Linked DNA regions of Mus musculus: region 1 is linked to region 2. The links are chromatin contacts, called in public promoter capture Hi-C maps. All regions are on one chromosome and are shown on one strand. The core of a region is the stretch at or near the end of the contact, and the rest is flanking DNA. Distances in the headings are between cores, read along the strand shown. Region 1 holds the start of Adam32 (a disintegrin and metallopeptidase domain 32). Region 2 holds the start of Zmat4 (zinc finger, matrin type 4).

What was found. Promoter capture Hi-C pulls out the DNA fragments that hold promoters and counts their contacts.
Region 1: a contact with region 2 is called in a promoter capture Hi-C map of liver, with 2.9 times the contacts expected there. The contact joins the promoter of Adam32 here to the promoter of Zmat4 in region 2. A contact is called at or near these places in 5 of 39 promoter capture datasets (the C10 cell line, embryonic stem cells, liver and 1 more).

The regions. Positions count from the first base shown.
Region 1 is chr8:24,946,974-24,950,298 of GRCm38.p6, forward strand. Adam32 (a disintegrin and metallopeptidase domain 32) reads right to left here and starts at 1,831. Exons shown (of 22, transcript NM_153397.2): 1 at 1,747-1,831. The coding sequence starts at 1,822. It overlaps Adam9 (a disintegrin and metallopeptidase domain 9 (meltrin gamma)), which reads right to left. Exons shown (of 22, transcript NM_001270996.1): 22 at 2,638-3,325.
Region 2 is chr8:23,668,165-23,671,252 of GRCm38.p6, forward strand. Zmat4 (zinc finger, matrin type 4) reads left to right here and starts at 1,497. Exons shown (of 7, transcript NM_177086.4): 1 at 1,497-1,637.

The sequences.
Region 1 (3,325 bases), core at 581-3,080, 1.3 Mb after region 2:
GAACGGATGCATCTCTGCAACATCAGCTGTTGACCCTCATGGGAGGATAGAGAGCAGGCGCTATATACAAACACTGGTTACTGCTCAGTTTTGCTATGAATCTGAAACTACCTTGAAATGTGAACTCTGATGATTTTTCTTTCAAAAAAAAAAAAAAAGTTTGAGGAACTGGAGAAATGGCTTAGAGGTTAAGAGCATTGGCTGTTTGTTCTTCCAGAGGACCAGGGTTCAATTCCCAGTATCCACAGGGTGGCTCACTACTGCCTGTGACCCCAGTTCTAGAGAACCTTCTCTGATTCACCCTCTTTTGACCTCTAAGCACACCAGGCCCACAAGTGGTACACAGACTTGTAGGCAGGCAAAATACCCATATACGGAAAATAAAGTTTAAATTTTTAAAAAAATCTTTTAAAAGCTGTTGGCAATTTTTTGTATTTCCCACAGTTTTAAAAATTAAAGATAATAGATTAAAATATTAAAATATGCATACATAAAATAATCAAAATTCAATATTTATATCCAATTGAATTTCATGAAGTTTGCTGGTATATACATATCTATATCTATGTAGATATAGATATAGATATCGAGAGAGAGATTTAGTATATATTAAATAAAAAGGCAAGGGAGTTGGGGTGGACAGATTAGAGGGAGGAAATGGAAAAGAATTAGTGATATATTTTAATTAAAAATAAAGAATAGTAAAGCTTGCTGGTGTGTTTTTGTTTTGTTTTGTTTGTTGTTGTTTTGTTTTGTTTTTCGAGTCAGGGTTTCTCTGTATAGCCCTGGCTGTCCTGGAACTCACTTTGTAGACCAGGCAGACCTGGAACTCAGAAGTCCACCTGCCTCTGCCTCCCGAGTGCTGGGATTAAAGTCGTGCGCCACCACGCCCGGCGCTGGTGTGTTTCGGCGCTGGTATGTTTTTGAATTCTACGTTGCAACTATTCTTTTTCCGTTTGTCCAGTGTGAGTGTAGTAAGCAGAGAGCTCACAACTACTTGAAAAGGCTTCTAAAGTTCTCCTTCTTGCACTTCTACTCAAGCCTGCAGCACAAGACTGGAAGCAGTAGCTACACAACCTAGTTGTCCTTTATTGAAGCACAGGTTCAGGAGATCCACAAAATGCAAAGCGACGCCAACTTTCTACTCCCCCCCCCCCCCCAAGAACGGTTCTTAGTTTTGAAGCGTGTTAACACCTAAAGGATATGAGGCTGATATTTTAGATGTTGCTATACATTCTTTATTCTTTACTTCTAATAAACCAGGAAGAGAACACTCAGAGCCCCAACCATGCCTTCTTCACCTTTCAAAAGATGCATTCCACAGCTTCAACAAATTAGCAGACCTCAGAGCTAGAGGCAAGCGTTGGACTGGCACCTGCTGGACAGTTGGACTCACAACAGCTTGATCATTGCCTGTCAAGTAGCCGAGCCCTACTTGATTCCAAAACTTAAGCAAGATTCTGCCCCTTCCCAGCTTCCACGCACCGCTGCATTTTCTCTGAGCCTGGGGGTTTGTGGCTTAATGTCTTTTCTTTCCTATTTCTAGAAGAACTATTATTGCATGTACATCGTGTTAGTAAAGTTATCTTGTGGAAACTGGGTATTTGTTTTTTTAGTTTAAGTGGTTTCCAGAAGCTGTTGGGAAGTGTTCTTTTGGGGTCCATTTTTTGAGCTTTATGATGTGCACGACAGACCTACAAGAAAAGTGCCCCCAATCTCAGAGAACCCGCCTTGCGGAGCGCTCACCGGGTCCTGATGCCAGCAAGGCCCCCAGCTCGGCCAGCAGCAGCAGCAGCAGTGTGTGCAGCATGGCGCCCAGCATGGCGTCTCCTGGAGTACCTAGACAGTTGTAAAGCCGTTGCGCGGGGCTGTGGGGCACGTGCCAGGGGCCACCGTGGGCCACGTCCTTGGAGCGCCCTAACCCCCTACCCCGCCTCCATCCTCCCCCTCCACCACCTACCCCAGCTCTAACAGAGCCAGGCTGCTTCGCAATGAAACCCGCATGCGCAGTACTGGAGAGGCTGCGAGGGCGCTCAGGTCAAAAAAGTACACACATACGTTTATACTCTTTCTAAGGCTAAACTACGACTGCATTTTAAGATGCGTGGACAAATTTTTCAAGAAAGCCTAAACTGATTTTCTTCCTTGGGGTCTACATTTCCACAGGCACACTGCTCCCATGGACCGCCAGGCTTCCTTCCAACCTGGTTCTCCGTGGCACTTCAGTTAAAATTCATATACCTTCCTTTTTTAGGAGCTTACCAGAATGGTTAATTTATACAGCAATGGCAGATCCTTGACATAAGAACCTACATTTTAGCCTTTGTCCTAGCTGGAATGGCAGCGCCCTAGTCACATGCTTCTTAAGTCAAGAGTCCTGTCAGTAAACTACTTTCTCCTTAGTATTTCTGAGGGCTTGTGGCCTTCAACACCGCCATATTTCTCACTAGGGCTGGTTCACCAGTGTTAGTACACACCCAACTGCTAAAGTACTTGAGTATCCTGAAAAAAAAAAAAAAATGAACAGTCTATCTTTTAATGTGTTTTCCTTAAGTGCAGTCACATTTGCCAAAAGCCCTAACACTGAAATTAAGAAGAACCCAAATAGTTATGTATTTATAAAGAGGACGACAAAACAAGAATTTCAAGTATTTTATTTGTTGTAAATGTTTTTATTTTAATATGTATATATACACAAACAATATTATTTTAAAAAACTAATGAAATTCAGTTAATATACCTATTATTAAACTTCTTTATGAAAGATTATGAAAAAATTTAAATGTTTAAAATTTTAGTGTCAATATCATTCCTTTCAAAGTACAAATTCATTTTAATACAGCTGAGAGAGTAATCCCAGAGACCAGTATAATTCTGTAGTTATCTAAGGAAACCACTGCTTCCTTCCTTTCTCCAGCCTAATGTTTACGAAAATATTAGTCAAAAGAGACAGGACCCAGCACACCTTAGTAAATGTAAACATTCTAGAGGACTTCACATCAAGCTTTGAAATTCAGAGTTTAGAGTTAAAGTGCTCATGAATTCTCAAGTGGTTTGGTAACACCTCAACTGTTGGAAGTATTCTCCCTGCTCCTGTTCGATCGACACCTATCTGCTTGGGTATACTAAACACCTCGTACCATAGAGTGTGCACTTCAAACAAAACAACACTGCTGCAATGCTTTACCATGATGCATAAAGAAAATTGAGAGTTGAATCAGTTCCTGTCATAGTCATTACAGTTGAAAAGATATTTGAAAATGGAAGCCCATAACTGATTGTGTTAAATCGATTTCTATCATAATTGTTATAGTTGAAAGATCAT
Region 2 (3,088 bases), core at 247-2,746:
TGGCTCTTATACCTGGAACTTGACTTTTTTTCTTTTCCTTTGAATTAATTTAATAAACAGTTCCCAGAAGCAAATCAAGAGCCTAGCACACAGCATGCAGGTACATGCTCTGCCCATGAGCTGCTCAGAGCCTTGCACACAGCGGGCAGGTATTGCTAAGCTCTGCCCATGAGCTGCCCTCTGCCTTGAAACTAGATTTTCTAAGACTTTTCTTTCAGAGGTTCTCCTTAATCATTTTTCATAACAGAGTCTATATCACATCTTTCTACACGGTGAACAGACGTGAAAGTGGAAAAGAGTAAAACCCTTCTTACTTCTGAGAGTGAAGCTGAACATTTACCAGATGTAGGAGGAAGGTCGGCTCTTTCTTCTTCTTCTTCTTCTTCTTCTTCTTCTTCTTCTTCTTCTTCTTCTTCTTCTTCTTCTTCTTCTTCTTCTTCTTCTTCTTCTTCTTCTTCTTCTCCTTCTCCTCCTCCTCCTCCTCCTCCTCCTCCTCCTCCTCCTCCTCCATCCTCCTCCTCCCTCCTCCTTCTTCCTTCTCTTCCTCCTTCTCTTCCTTCTCCTCCTTCCCTTTTGGCTGATAATTTGTGAGACTGCAATTAACAGAAGGAAGTAGGATAGAATAATGAAACAAACAAACAAACAAACACCAGGCTCATGGCAGGTGCTTAGATCCAACGTGCCTGCTCATTTGGGCCTCCCCTGGTGACCCCTGGTGAGACATCCCAGACTTTTGTGGACTTTGGAAACAGCTCCTTCCAGACCTCAGGTAGAGTTCCAAGGGAACTTGGGACCTCGGGTTGGGGCAGTTTGTCGACCTTTAGGGAAAAGGATTAGGCACACGAACAAGACAAAGCATATAATATGCCCCCTGAACAATTTGAAATGACCTTCAGATGACCTCCAAGGTGTAAAAGCATCGTTCTGTTTTTTCAGCCCTGAACCTTGTTCTGCTTTCTGGAGCCTTCTGACACTAACAGAAACCCCCCATTATGATTCCCACAAGCCTCAGGAATATTTATCAACAAGGGGGAGAAATGAGGAAATAAGGCCAGATAATTGTTGCAATGGGCTTTGTTTTGTGGAAGTTAAAATGCTGGACTAAGAACCTCAGTTCATATTCTCTCTCTCTCTCTCTCTCTCTCTCTCTCTCTCTCTCTCTCTCTCTCTCTCTTCCTCTCTCTCTTTCTCCTCGCACCTCCCACCCCGGTCTCTTTCTCGCCCACCCCCACCTTTTTCGACTGTCCTCCCCTCCCTTCTCTGGACTCCCAGTTCTGCCCCCCCTCCCCCCTCGACACCTGGCGGGAGGAGAACCTTACAGGTTGTCAATGAAACATGGAATTATTTCCTTTGATGGCTTAGATAATAGTAGAAGCCAAAGCAATGAGTGAGGTCGGCCGAGACCAATGCAGTCCTGCCCGGGACTGGAGAGCCAATCACAAGAGCAGGAGGCGGGGCGTCGGCGCCAGCAGATAATTGCTAAGTGCATCGCTAGCACAGTTGGTCCGAGCTGCTGAAAGGTCTGGTCGCAGAGACAGGAACGCAGCATCCTCAGCGTGCTCCATCCCGGCAGTGTCTTCCTGCGCTCCGCCGGGCGGCGAGCCTCCGGACGACAGCCCCTCTGCTTCTCGGAGAAGGTACCTTTATCTGTGTCCCGGGAGAGGGGGCTGCTTCCGCTCTGTTTTCGCTCGGGCTTGCAGTTAGCACAGGTGGAGGATTGCAGAGAGAAGAGAAAAGTTTAAGGGGAGGAAAGGTGGCCAAGGCGGAGACCCACTGTCTTTTGTTGGGAGGAAAACAAACCTACAATTTGGGAAAACTTCTGCACCGCCAAGAGCAAGGCTTGTTTACTACTCTTAATTAGCTGCGCTCAGGTTCATGGAAATGGGTCTGATTTGGGGCTAGAGGACCTGCAGGGTTATGTGTAGACTTAGGTTTGCTGGGTGATGAGGCTGGACCCCGGATTGGCCGCTTCCTGGGCCAGAATGATGCTGTGACCATATCCATGAGCTGGCTCCAGAAGCAAGCTTGGTTTGATTGGATTTTCTGCCATCGGGTCTGCCCTATCCGCTATACCTTGACCTGCCTTGCTCAAACTACTGTGACCTTCAATTCCTGTCCGTCCTCAAACTTTTCTCAGCTTCTCCTGGGCTACTTTTGCCCTCTCCATCTCCATCGGTCTTCACTGGTGAAAACAGAAATGTCGTAGGGTGTAGGAGCCTGTCCTGTTTGACCCTGTGAGCATCTATCTGCGCATCACCCAACTTAGTGAAAAAGAAACCCTTGCCGTTGACAAAGAAAGTACTTCCTTGATCAGCTCCTGAACACCCTGGAACACTTTCTTGATTTGTTGTGTCCCGAAAAACATCAGGGATGGAGCTGAATTTTATCCCGGGGTGCTTTACACTCCCATCAAAGAGAGGCCCAGGTCTGAGGTCCTGGCCACTCTGAAAGAGAGGCTGGTGGGAGGGGAAGCCACTGGCTGCTAGTCAGCTTAGGTGCTCAGGTGCATCTGTTCAGGTAGATGGTGCTGCAGTCTCTGTCCACACTGCTTCTGATAGTTGATCTTCAAGTAGAAACGCTCACCGTGGCCCTTGGTTGGTTCTTTAACATTCCACATTGTTGGGACTACAAGGGACTCGCTTGCACCGAGACACACTTCCCACCCTGGAGACTGAGGTCAATCCTCTCTGTCAACTTTTGCTACAGGGCAGTGCAAGGTAAGTGGCCACTGAGAAAGTGGCTGTCCCCAGTGGGGGTGAAGGTGACGGACGTGGCCTTGGACTCCCTGCTTTAACACACAGGTAGTTCCCCGGTTTTGTGCCTGTCGACATAAGGCATGCAGTGGTGTGACATACCCGTGACATCCTCTGGAGTTTCCAGTCTCCAGGTGATATCACAAGTCCTTGGCATTTGGCGCATGCCCGGGGTTCAGGTGCATTTCCTCCGTTCGATTTCTGTCCCAGACTTAAACCGTTGTGGGAGTTCTGATAAGATTGTTCTGGAAGAGGTTCTCAGCAGTGCCTCACACACCCCTGTGACACTTATCCCCCCCCCCCCAACCCCATCCCGGCCTCTGAGGTGTGACAGC